Regions from separate parts of the Mus musculus genome. Here all the other regions are linked to region 2. The links are chromatin contacts, called in public HiChIP or PLAC-seq and promoter capture Hi-C maps. All regions are on one chromosome and are shown on one strand. The core of a region is the stretch at or near the end of the contact, and the rest is flanking DNA. Distances in the headings are between cores, read along the strand shown. Region 1 holds the start of Rxrb (retinoid X receptor beta). Region 2 holds the start of Zbtb12 (zinc finger and BTB domain containing 12). Region 3 holds the start of H2-Oa (histocompatibility 2, O region alpha locus). Region 4 holds the start of H2-Ab1 (histocompatibility 2, class II antigen A, beta 1).

Region 1 (2,700 bases), core at 34-2,533, 860 kb after region 2:
AAGGAACTGAAGGCACAGTGGCAATAAGCAGGCCACAACCTCTCTCTCACCTGAGGGCTGCTGACAGGCCCGGAGAATCCTGGGGGAGCCGGAGGGGGCAGACCAGGGGACCCCATGGAAGAACTGATGACTGGGAAGGGGGAGCCCAGTGGCGGGGGTGGCATTGGAGGTGGAGGTGCTGAAGGGGTAAGAGGTGGGCCAGGAGGAGAAGACGGACGGATCCCCTGAGAAAGGGGATTTGGGGAGGAGCTGTCTGGGCTTCGGGAATCTGAGAAGTGGGTACGTACAAGGCAGACACACACGGACAGGAGAGACAAGAAGAGAAAGTGAGCCTTTTGATCATCCAAATGGACACTTTAATTCTCCCTGACCCACCACAGCCCGCAACCCTGGAGTTCAGAAATACCAAGTGGCCAAACAACAATTTCACTTCTAATAGTCGTGAGAGGAGGCGGTTGACAAAAAGGGAGGCAGGTCAGGCGGGGCTACTGGGTCATCCCAAGCTGACCTCGGGAGGGGGGGCTGTGAAGCAGCACGTGGAGGTGTAGCAGCGAACCCCTCGTCCAACCCCAACTTAGAACATTCGGGGCAAAGAGTATGGCAGAAATACCCGGTCCCAGAGCGTAAGCTCAGCCTTCGAATGCCCAGAGTCCTCCAGCCCACGGGGAACGGTGTCCTTCCCACGCCCGAGACCGCGCACGCAGGCCCCGCCGCGGGCCCGAACCTGAAGGGCGGAAGCTCCCCCGCCGCGCCCCGCCCCGGGGGAGGGCGCTGGGCCTCGGGACGTCGAGGGCGCGTGTTTACAAACAAGGGGGCGGGAGCGCGGGGAGGGGGCGCGAGGGGCGCCGGCCCGGGCCCACGGGACACTCACCCCGCCCGCTGTCGCCCATCCCGTCCCGGCCAGCCTCCCCCGGCTCCGGCTCCAGGGCTTGCTGCTCTCCGGCCGCCGCCGCCGCCGCCGCGGGATCCAGCCAGGGCCGCCGCCGCCGCCACCGGGACGCGACCCCACAATGCATCTCTTTTCTCACCCCCACCGGCCCACACTGCCCCGCGGCATGCCGCGGCGGGAGGAAGGGCGGACGAGTGGCCCAAGACATGACGCCCGGGCCGAGGGCGGGGAAGCCGGAGAGGCGCCAGGGACGCGCAGGGGGGACAGCGGGGGACTCGGGGGCCGCGACGAAGCCGCGGAGGCGAGCAGGCCGCGGCCTGTGGCAGCGCGACTCAAGAGCCGCGCTCGGCTCGGCACTGAGATGACAGCACCGGCGCGGCCGCCATCTTTGTACAGACGGGAAGTCTCGCCTTGAGCTCCCGCCCCTTCGCCGAGGTGGAAACGGAGGAGGCGGTGCCCGCCAGCCCGCCGTCCCCTCGGATAACCCCCCAGCTCTGCGCATGCGTCCTGACGCCGTGGCCGCGCCGCCCTCGGGGCGCCGCCATGTTGGTAAAGGTATCGGGGCGCAGGCAAGAAAGGGAGCTTCCGGATCTCGCGGGAGCTCGAGGCGTGAGTGCCACGTCCCAGCAAACCGAGAACCGAGAGGATCCCGGAGCCGGTGAGAGGTCCCTGCTGCTCCCTTACGGCGCTTTCCAGGCCTTTACCCCAACCAGTGGGCCATAGAGACGCGGGCCCAGAGAGACCGTAAAGTTGCTGATCAAAGGCTAGAGCGGTGTCGGGGGTGGGGGGCTGCATCCAGGAAGGGTGTTGGGGATGAGGTGGACCGGCCTTGGGGACAATGTAAGAGCGGAGCAAGTAGTATAGAGGAAGGGCTTCAAGGGACGCGGATCCCGAATAGGTAGATTGAGAGTCAAGTCGAGTCGTCTCTTGTTCCTCCGGTCAGCGTGATGACCATGGGCCTGCGGGCCCCCCACTGGGTGGCTGTGGGACTGCTGACCTGGGCGGCTTTGGGGCTGCTGGTGGCCGGACACGAGGGTCATGGTGACCTGCACAAAGATGTGGAAGAGGACTTCCATGGCCACAGTCACGGGCACTCACATGAAGATTTCCACCATGGCCACAGCCACGGGCACTCGCATGAAGATTTCCACCATGGCCACGGCCACACTCATGAAAGCATCTGGCATGGGCATGCCCACAGCCACGACCATGGACACTCACGTGAGGAATTACACCATGGCCATAGCCATGGCCACTCCCACGATAGCCTCCACCACGGAGGACATGGACATGCCCATCGTGAACATAGCCATGGGACTTCTAGGGAGGCTGGGGCTCCAGGCATCAAACACCACCTGGACACTGTCACCCTCTGGGCCTACGTGAGTCGCCAGGGGATGTGGGGAAGAGGGACTGGTTCTTAATCGGTGGGAAGCTCCATCTTTGCCTTCTGATTGTGCTTCTCCACCAGGCACTGGGGGCCACAGTGCTGATCTCCGCAGCTCCGTTCTTCGTGCTGTTCCTCATCCCAGTAGAATCTAACTCTCCCAGGCACCGCTCTCTGCTCCAGATCCTGCTCAGTTTTGCTTCCGGGGGGCTCCTGGGTGATGCGTTCCTCCACCTCATCCCGCATGCCTTGGGTAAGTAACTTGTGGGCTCCGCCTCAAAGGCTTAAGCGGTTTTGTTCTTTCTCTTTAATGATCCCAGATTTTCCGGTTGTCTTCAAACACACATCCCCTGAGCCAGGCATTCCCTCATCAAGCCTTTTCTCCCACTTCCCGCAGAACCTCATTCTCACCACGCTCCAGAGC
Region 2 (2,700 bases), core at 159-2,658:
GTGGCTGCTCACAGAGGCCCCGATACCCAGACCCCCGGCTAGGCTTCCAGGGGGTTTGAGCCGGTGTGCCACTTCTAGAGCCGACTCCACTTTGACGATGCAGATGTCAGAAACATCTTCATCTTCATCCTCATCCTCCTCTTCCGCCTTCAGCTCTAGGTCCTCATCCAGCGGAAACTCCAGCTTCACCGGTCGCAGGAGCGGAGGGGGTAGAGGAGGTGGTGGTGGGGGTTTTGGAGCTGGCTTTGGGGTCCTGGCTGGAGGGAGGAGGGACTTGGTGGCACTGACACTGCTTAGGAGGCTAGCCTCGCTGACCCCATCTTCTTTAAGGCCTATTTTGGGCTCAATGAACTGGCTAAGGGCGTTCCGGCATTTCTCCACTACATGCTCCATTTGCAGGTAGGAGGCTGCTGTCAGGTAGTTCACGATGTCCCTGACTGCGAACTCCAGGGCGCCTGTGTAGCAAGAGAGGAGCAAGTCCGCCACAATACGCGCGCTGTGCATCAGTGAGACCTGCAGCTCAGAACTGGGGTTCAGCAAGAACTGGTCCCGGAGGAACGGTGAGCAGGCGGCCAGGATGACCTTGTGGCCACGGAATTTGAGGCTGTCGGCCACGATGGTCACATCACAGAACCGCTCCTCTGCACGGAGCTGGTTCATGTTCCGCAACGTTGCGGCCTCGTGGCCAGGCAGCTGGAAGCGCAGGACTTCCACCCCAGAGGCCATTGTGGCGGGAGTGGACTGCCCTGGGTGGGAAGGAAACGAGTCAGAGACAAAGGTCTCTGGCTGTCGGAGGCCAAGGCTCCAGACCCCTCATCCCTACCTCCCTAGTCTTGGCGCGCCTCCCTCAGTTTCCCCAATTCCAAGGAGGCGCGGTCCCTCCGAGGAGGGAGGCGTGGTTCCCGGGGGCGGGGCAGCGGCGTCCACACCCCCCAGTCCCGCAGCCCGCGCGCCCACGGGAGAATGGATAAAGGGGTGGATGGGGGGAAAAAACCAGAGGATTGCAACTCTGGGGTGGCCCCCGGTTGCAGGTACTCCTCACCCGCCTCGCTCTAGCCTGGGCCGCGCTGCTGTGAGTCCCCCTTTTCACGTCCTCCCACCGCCCGGACAGGTCGTGCACGCCCCCCTCCCACGCGCAGATCTCCGTGGCACGCCCCCCCACCCAGACTCACGACCCTGGGTGCACGCGCCTCTCACCTGGCCCGGTTCCGCGTGCTGATTTTTCCCCCCTGGTCCCCCACCCCCCCGGGGCCAGCGACGCCCCCCACACACGGGCAGGGCCGGGGCAGCGCGCAGGCGCGGGGGTGCACGGGGTGCGCGCGCGGGCCGGCTCCGCGTGGGCGGGAGGGGGAGGGGCGGGGGCAGCTCGTGCCGAGTGTTCCAAGGCCCCGCGCAGCGCAGCGTCCTCGCGGACTCGGGGCGGAGGAAGAGGGGAGGGAATTAAAGGAGCAGGATTCCCCCTCCCCGACCCCCCTTTTCTCCCCCGGCACCCCCACGCGGTTAAAGGGCTGGACAGTCGGGCCTCCCCTTTGGCCAGGATTATTTGTCCGCCAGAGCGGAAATACGCTCCACACCGCCCCCTATTTCACGCTCCCCCTCCTCTCTGCCTCTGGGGCCCGCGGCCCGTCTGCGCGTGCGTGCCAAGGCCCGCGCACTCGGCCCCGCCCCCGGCTCCTAGAGCCCCCCTCCCGCGCCCCAGCGCGTCCCCGCTAGCCCCGCCTGCCCCGCGCCCCCCAGCGCGCGCGCTCCCCGGGAACTGCGCAATCTGCGCGGCCACCTGCTCTCCAGCAAGGCGTCACTCCCGCCCAGCTGTGCGAGTCAGGCCACCTCCCAGAGCCTTGGACCTGCCGGTGGCCTACCAATCTTAGGATCACTGCTGCCCTCGGGTGCATCCTCCGCTGAATGTGTGCACAGTTCCTCAGGCCACATTTCCAGACTTTTCCAAGTCTTCTGAAGCTGGTGCCCACTGTAGTCCTGATCTAAAAGAGAATTTCACTTTCCACAAAGCCTGATGAGCCAGCGCTTGCCCTCAGCTTGTCCGGCTTAGAGCACACGGTTACGTCAATCACACTCATTCTCCCTTCTATTTTATCCACTCTGACTTCTTGCCAAGGTCAAGAACCCCACTCATACTGTGAAAGATTAGTGCGTTTCACCTTCACTGTGTAATTAACCCTGGGACTAATCTTGCAAATTGTGCAATTATTTATATTGGTACTAATGTGCCATCTATAATTTTCTCTGCACCCACTCTGTCCTGTCCCAGAAGAGGAGATGCTCCCTGACCCTAGATACCCACTCTACTCCGGACTGGCTTTCTTTGCCACTCCAAAACTACCTTCAACACAACTTCAATGTGAGTACCTGTCTTGAAGGCTAGCCCACCAGCGCTTCTGTGCACCCCAAATACCCACACTGGCTTTAAAGAATAAAGTCCTCAGGGGGTGGCCGCTGTTGCCTGCAGGTTATATTTTTTTTATTACACCCTCCAGGAAGCTTCTCAATCCTGAGGATGCTCAACTGCTTGCAACCCGATGCCCCCCCCCCCCCCAAGACATCTTGAATACAGGAATTAAGTTATGTATGGGCTGTGTTTTGCAAATAAAAGTCAGACAATAAATGGCTGGGTGTTGACATCATTGGCTTTCAGCTGGACCTGCATCCGCCCATACAAAGTTCATTCCTGATTGAACCGAATTC
Region 3 (2,700 bases), core at 183-2,682, 800 kb after region 2:
GGGAGCTGAGAGAAGCATGTCTCAGCTTCTGAGTCTCAGCCTGGTCTCATCCTGGGCTGTGGGGTGAGGACAGCCCTGCAAAGCCATAGCAGCCCCTTGAAAAGTTCCAGAGACACGAAAGGGGGAGGGCAGAGGGGGCGTGGCCACTGCATGCATGGGTGGAGCTGACAAAGCAGGCTGGGAAAAGGAGAGACAGCCCACAGGAGATGGTGTCAGGTTTCCAGGCCTCCATCATCTGCTGTAGCTGTAGAGGCAGCCACCCTGTCAGACCTTGTGTGTAAGATGGTAAATTTGGGGCGAGGAGGAAATGGTTAAGGGGAAGCACTGAAGGGAGCTTTTGGGAAAGAAAGCTAGCATAGGAGTGGGTGAGGGACAGTGACAGACAGGAGCATGATGTAATAATATCCATGATCCAGAGACCAGGGTGAGGAAAAGGGCCGCTTTCCACAAGCCAGGCATGACAGCACATCCCTACAACCCCAGCACAGAGAGGGTAGAGACAGAAAGATCAGAAGTTCAAGACCAGCGTGGGCTGCCTAGTTCAATGAAACTCTGCCTCATTAACACATGGAGGGAGAGAGAAGTTCCCAAAGTATTGTAAGATAACACAGGACATAAAGTCAGGAGTTCAATCCTGGCAGCAGCAACGGCGCACTTGAGAGGCAGAGGCAGGCAGATTTCTGAGTTTGAGGCCAGCCTGGTCTACAGAGTAAGTTCCAGGACAGCCAGGGCTACACAGAGAAACCCTGTCTCAAAAAGCCAATTTAATAAAGAAACAAACAAACAAACAAACACCCCAAGATTCAAACTTTACATTCCACCTTCCATCTGGGAGTGTTGATTAATAGGTCTCACCCTCGACAAAGTGCTGTTTCCTGGTGTCAGGGCTACATTTCCACTGACTCTTTCAGAGCTCTACACTTCTGAGGAATGTAAGGGACTGTCATGAGCCCAGCGTGACAGAAAACAAACGGGGAAAACCAAAACACTGCAACAAAGCTGGATGAGAACTGCTTGTTGCAGCCAGGAAGTGGTTCAGGAGCCAGGGTGCTCTGCAGTGAGGCGGGTGAGGGCACGGATCTCAGAAAAGAGGAAGAGCTGAGGGGGGCTCTGAATGTAAAAGAAGCCCAGAAGAGACCCAGCCTCAGCCCAGTGGTTAGGCCCACAATGGAGGTGGCAGGGATTTGTCTGCAGGTGGAGGGAGTTGCCATATACCCGACACAGAGAGAGACACTTTCCCCTGTGCTGTACTCTCCCACTCCCAGGTGTCCCCAGCACTTACCCTTGATGGCCCTTACTCCTCGGGGACTCAGGAAGCTCATTGCGGTTAGGAGTACCGGGACCAGCTCCACAAAAAGGACCATTGCTGGGGTGAGTGGCTCTAACAACGTCTGTTTGGGAAGCAAGGGAGCAAGATCGAGGTAAAAAGAAACAGAGTCCAGGTTAGGGGAAGACCCTTGCGGTAAGCAGCCAATCAGAGCAGTTCTCTGAGATAATGGGTTTGTTGCTGGGCAAGGAAGTAAAGAGTCTGGGTGAGAAGGTGGAGAGTGGAGGCCATGGGTCATCTGTCACTTCACCTTTCAAGAAGGGGCTTCAGGAAGGAGCAGAGAAGTCACAGAGCACCAAATGGCTATGCTGGGCAAAGCCTCCATCTGGTCCATGATAGAACCTGATTTTTCCTGTGGGTCCCTCTGGAAATTTTGGGGGGTAAAATATAAAACAAAACACACTAAGAACTTTTAAAGGGAGATCATTGGATATAATAAATCACAGCATAGAAACTCTTATATTTGTAAATCATTTTCAAAAACATTATTTTATTTTATCTGTAAGGAAGACTGTGTAACGGCTGAAGATGCTCCCCCTGAAGGAACACTACAGGCAGTTCCTACAAGTGACATGGGGTGGGCAGAGGACATTGGTGGTCTCCATTTGTCCCTTCTAGTCCCCAGACACCCTCTTGCACGCTGGCCAGAGGTTGACCAGGGTCCGCATGCACCTAGCGTTTGCCTATTGGTGAACTCAGCCAATGGCTGGCACTGGAAGGACTCAGTCAATACAGTAAATAGAGAGATTCAGGCCACGCCTTTAATGCCAGCACTCTGGAGGCTGAGGCAGGTGAATCTCTATGAGTTCAATGGCAGCCTGGTTTACACAGTAAGTTCCAGGCCAGCCAGGCTACATAGAGAAACTTTGTCTCAAAAAAGAGAAAGGAAATAGAAATGGGTAAAGAGAACTTCCATCAAACTTGTGGCAGCCATCTTCCAAAGAGGCTGAAATCAAGGGTTTTCAAGCTTGACGCTGTCTGAGAAGTCTGCGACTTTGGCTCCAGCGAGTTGCTTTGGCTCAGTGAAGTTTGTAACAAATACTCGTTCCGGGTGCTGCGGAGGTGGCTCTGTGGGTAAAGTGCTTGCCACACAAGCACAAGGACGTGAGTTTGGATTCCCAACACACCGAAAAAGCCAGGCATGGTGGCACATGTCTGTAAACCCTCAGCCGTGGCGGGGCAGAGACAGGGAGATCCGTGTAACTGGCTAGCCAGCCAGTCTAGCCAAACAGGTGAGCTCTAGGGCTTTAGGGTCAGCAGCAGAGCCATCTCAAAAGATGCAGTGGGTGGGCAGGCTGGGAAATACTCAGCCTTAAAATCCCACGCTGCTCTGCCAGAGGACCAGAGTTTGGGAAACAGCGCCCTCAAGAGGC
Region 4 (2,700 bases), core at 56-2,555, 630 kb after region 2:
GGATGGGGCGACCGGGCTCGTCCTCACAAGAATACGCCTCAGGAAACGCAAACGGTACTTGGTACATTTGAAAAAAAAAATAATAATAAAACTAAGGGACACCAAAAGTTGGGTGGTAGAGGGGGGGGGATGGGCCTGGGTAGAGTTGGAAGAGGGAGTAAATATGACCAAAACTGTACGAAATTCTCAGCGAACTAATAAAACTAGGATACAAAAAATAAATAAAATATTTGCCAGTTTCTGCTACCCCACCCCCACCCTGTGGGACTCTCTCCTGTGTGCAAAAGGCCCTGACCCCCTAGGGGGCACTCGTTCTCAGGAGAGCCCCGACTACAAAACCAACAAATGGGAATCCAGGCAACCTCTGAGAACTGCCTGCTTGCACGGTCACTCCAGGCATCTTAAGGGTAACTGCGAGACTGAAGACACCTCTATGGCTTAGGGGACTGGGGCTTTATTTACTCTCTGGTCTCCGAACGAACTAGGACACCTCCGCTCACCCCAGGGTATGTATCACATATGTCCCTTCTGGGCCTAGTGTTTTCTTGGAAATTCAATTTACTAACTCAGTGTTTGAGTTCTGGATTCCATTTGACCAAAAAAATTAGGTTTCTTGGTCACTGGCTTCTCTCTGAGTTAGACGCCTAGAGTTCGCTCTCTTAAACCTCCACTCCACATGAGGAGTTGTCCGCAAACATCGGGACCACAGACCATCGCTGATCTGTTTCCCCACTTCAGAATCTGGCATTTCCTCCAGACAATGTACGGGGTGGGGGTGGGGGGCACTGGTATTGTAAGCCCTGTACGGGGGAGTGGGTGGGGGCACTGGTATTGTAAGCCCTGCTGTCTCCCCATGCACAACCCTTATCTTTGGTGGTCGATTTAAATTCTGCCGCCTCCTCCTCCTCCTCCGTTTATATGTCAGGCTCGCACCGGCGGCGGCACCATCCTAACTCAATATTAGAACACAGAAGTGAGAATGGAGTCTCACTCTCTCTTCAGAGAAAGGAAATCTATAGTAAAATCAGGATTTTGCCACCCCCTCCCACATCCCAGAGTCCCCAGGGTCCCTCAGAACACGACCCCCAGAGTGCTGGCTCTGGAGAGCCCTGCCCCCGGCACTTACTTTCGGAGTCTCCGCCCTCAGTCCCTGGGCTGCTCAGCACCATCAGCACCACCACAGCAGCCGAGAGGAGGAGGCTGGGGATCTGCAGAGCCATCTCTAAGGCACAGGTAATGGCAGTCACCAGGACTCACACCTGCTGTGCCCCCTTCAGAAAGCAAAGTTCTGTAGCCTGGAGTGATCTGAAATCCCAGAGTGTCAGGGTTGGTCCCAAGTGAGGAACCAATCAGCATTGGAGCTGAAGTCTGTCATCTGTCTCTGGGTAGACTTTGTTTACAAAGGCTCTCTATGCGCGGCATGGTCTGTTTCTTCATGAGCCCCACTGGATGAACGTTTGAGGTGACTGCTCCTCTCAGTTACAGAGTAAACTTTTCTAAACTGCAGACTGCCTGTGTTTGGGGGTTTAAAGAGAAAAGTGCGTGAAGTATAGACAACTTTGGGATAATTATTTCAAATCTACTGTTCTTACACTTGAGGTTGTAGTGGGAGAAATGAGTGTGACATGTATTAAGAGACAGAGAAATCATGTTTTGTTACATCTGACCCTCTGGGGTGCCTCAGGTGAGAAAGCAGAGTTCTTGGGGAGTCGCTGAGCCTCTTTCCAATCCTGGAATTCTCTTTGTAAAATGCAAGCCATGTTCCCTGAACTGTATTCTAGGTTTTGATAAGCTCACATGGAAGAGCAGTGTGATGTGGTTAATAATGGAAAGCATTGAGCTGTCCTGTGTACATGTTGGAAATGTCAGGTTAATGTGTGTCTCAGCCCTGCTGGCTCATGCACCTTCCCCATGCAGGAGTCTTCTACATTCACGATATTCCAATGAAAATACAGAAGTTGATCAGCCCAACGTTGCTCTTGTGGATTCTTCTGCTGTTTAAATCCTCCATAACCATGATGTCAGCTAAGGAAAACTCCACAACCTTTTAGGGCTTCCAGATCCAGCTGCCTGGAATTTCAAGGACAAAAGGCTAATGGTGTAAAATAGCAGTTTCAGGAAGGGACAGCCATAGGTTTGTCACACTGTGCCAGGCTGAATAACAGAGTCATCAACTTGTGCTTCAAATACATCTCTCCTCAGGTATACACTACTAAGTCTAATTGTCCATCAGCTGGAATGGTACCTGACAAATACCAAATGACTAAACAATAAGTCTCTTTCCCTGAAACTACAACACTATCTCTATTATTTTAGATCCTAGTTAAACAGGGGTCAGGACCTGAAAACAGAGTTGATGAAGGAAAAGGGAAAGACGTAGAGTTGGGTAACAAGACCATCCCGTGGGGGCTCCAGCAGCGCAGGTGAACTGCAGCATTCCAGGGTCCACACTGGCACCCTGATGTAGAGAACCAGAGAGGGACCGCACTGGGCTCTCACCATCAGCTCTGCTCAGGACAGACACAGATCTCCTAAGCCTAGGCAGGGAGCATGCAGGAGAAACATCAACTCAGATGTGGAAAGGGTTAGCAGACAAACATGGCCATTCAGGGACCATGGCAGTGGATGCTCTCAGGGTCCTCAGCCCCCACGTCAGACCTCCACACAATAATCTGCAGCCTCTGCCTCTTCTACACCTTC

The links. Promoter capture Hi-C pulls out the DNA fragments that hold promoters and counts their contacts. HiChIP or PLAC-seq counts read pairs in DNA pulled down with a chosen protein or histone mark.
Region 1: a contact with region 2 is called in an H3K4me3 HiChIP or PLAC-seq map of fetal liver, with 2.9 times the contacts expected there. The contact joins the promoter of Rxrb here to the promoter of Zbtb12 in region 2. A contact is called at or near these places in 5 of 39 promoter capture datasets (the SN4741 cell line, hippocampal neurons, liver and 2 more), 5 of 484 Hi-C or Micro-C datasets (the HL-1 cell line, embryonic stem cells and myocytes), 13 of 115 datasets of contacts at active chromatin or transcription factors (astrocytes, cardiomyocytes, embryonic forebrain and 8 more) and 2 of 9 other capture datasets (embryonic stem cells and liver).
Region 3: a contact with region 2 is called in a promoter capture Hi-C map of cranial neural crest. The contact joins the promoter of H2-Oa here to the promoter of Zbtb12 in region 2. A contact is called at or near these places in 3 of 39 promoter capture datasets (the C10 cell line, cranial neural crest and pre-B cells), 2 of 115 datasets of contacts at active chromatin or transcription factors (embryonic hindbrain and forebrain) and 2 of 9 other capture datasets (embryonic stem cells and liver).
Region 4: a contact with region 2 is called in an H3K4me3 HiChIP or PLAC-seq map of bone marrow-derived macrophages, with 4 times the contacts expected there. The contact joins the promoter of H2-Ab1 here to the promoter of Zbtb12 in region 2. A contact is called at or near these places in 2 of 39 promoter capture datasets (the HPC-7 cell line and hippocampal neurons) and 1 of 115 datasets of contacts at active chromatin or transcription factors (bone marrow-derived macrophages).

What each region holds. Positions count from the first base shown.
Region 1 is chr17:34,030,395-34,033,094 of GRCm38.p6, reverse strand. Rxrb (retinoid X receptor beta) reads right to left here and starts at 1,283. Exons shown (of 10, transcript NM_011306.4): 1 at 872-1,283; 2 at 51-268. The coding sequence starts at 1,097. Slc39a7 (solute carrier family 39 (zinc transporter), member 7) reads left to right here and starts at 1,405. Exons shown (of 7, transcript NM_008202.2): 1 at 1,405-2,271; 2 at 2,361-2,529; 3 at 2,674-2,700. The coding sequence starts at 1,837.
Region 2 is chr17:34,893,267-34,895,966 of GRCm38.p6, reverse strand. Zbtb12 (zinc finger and BTB domain containing 12) reads right to left here and starts at 1,408. Exons shown (of 2, transcript NM_198886.3): 1 at 1,198-1,408; 2 at 1-746. The coding sequence starts at 726.
Region 3 is chr17:34,091,111-34,093,810 of GRCm38.p6, reverse strand. It overlaps H2-Oa (histocompatibility 2, O region alpha locus), which reads right to left and starts at 1,432. Exons shown (of 5, transcript NM_008206.2): 1 at 1,283-1,432. The coding sequence starts at 1,364. BC051537 (cDNA sequence BC051537) reads left to right here. Exons shown (of 5, transcript NR_046183.1): 3 at 1,266-1,371.
Region 4 is chr17:34,261,832-34,264,531 of GRCm38.p6, reverse strand. It overlaps H2-Ab1 (histocompatibility 2, class II antigen A, beta 1), which reads right to left and starts at 1,305. Exons shown (of 6, transcript NM_207105.3): 1 at 1,127-1,305. The coding sequence starts at 1,220.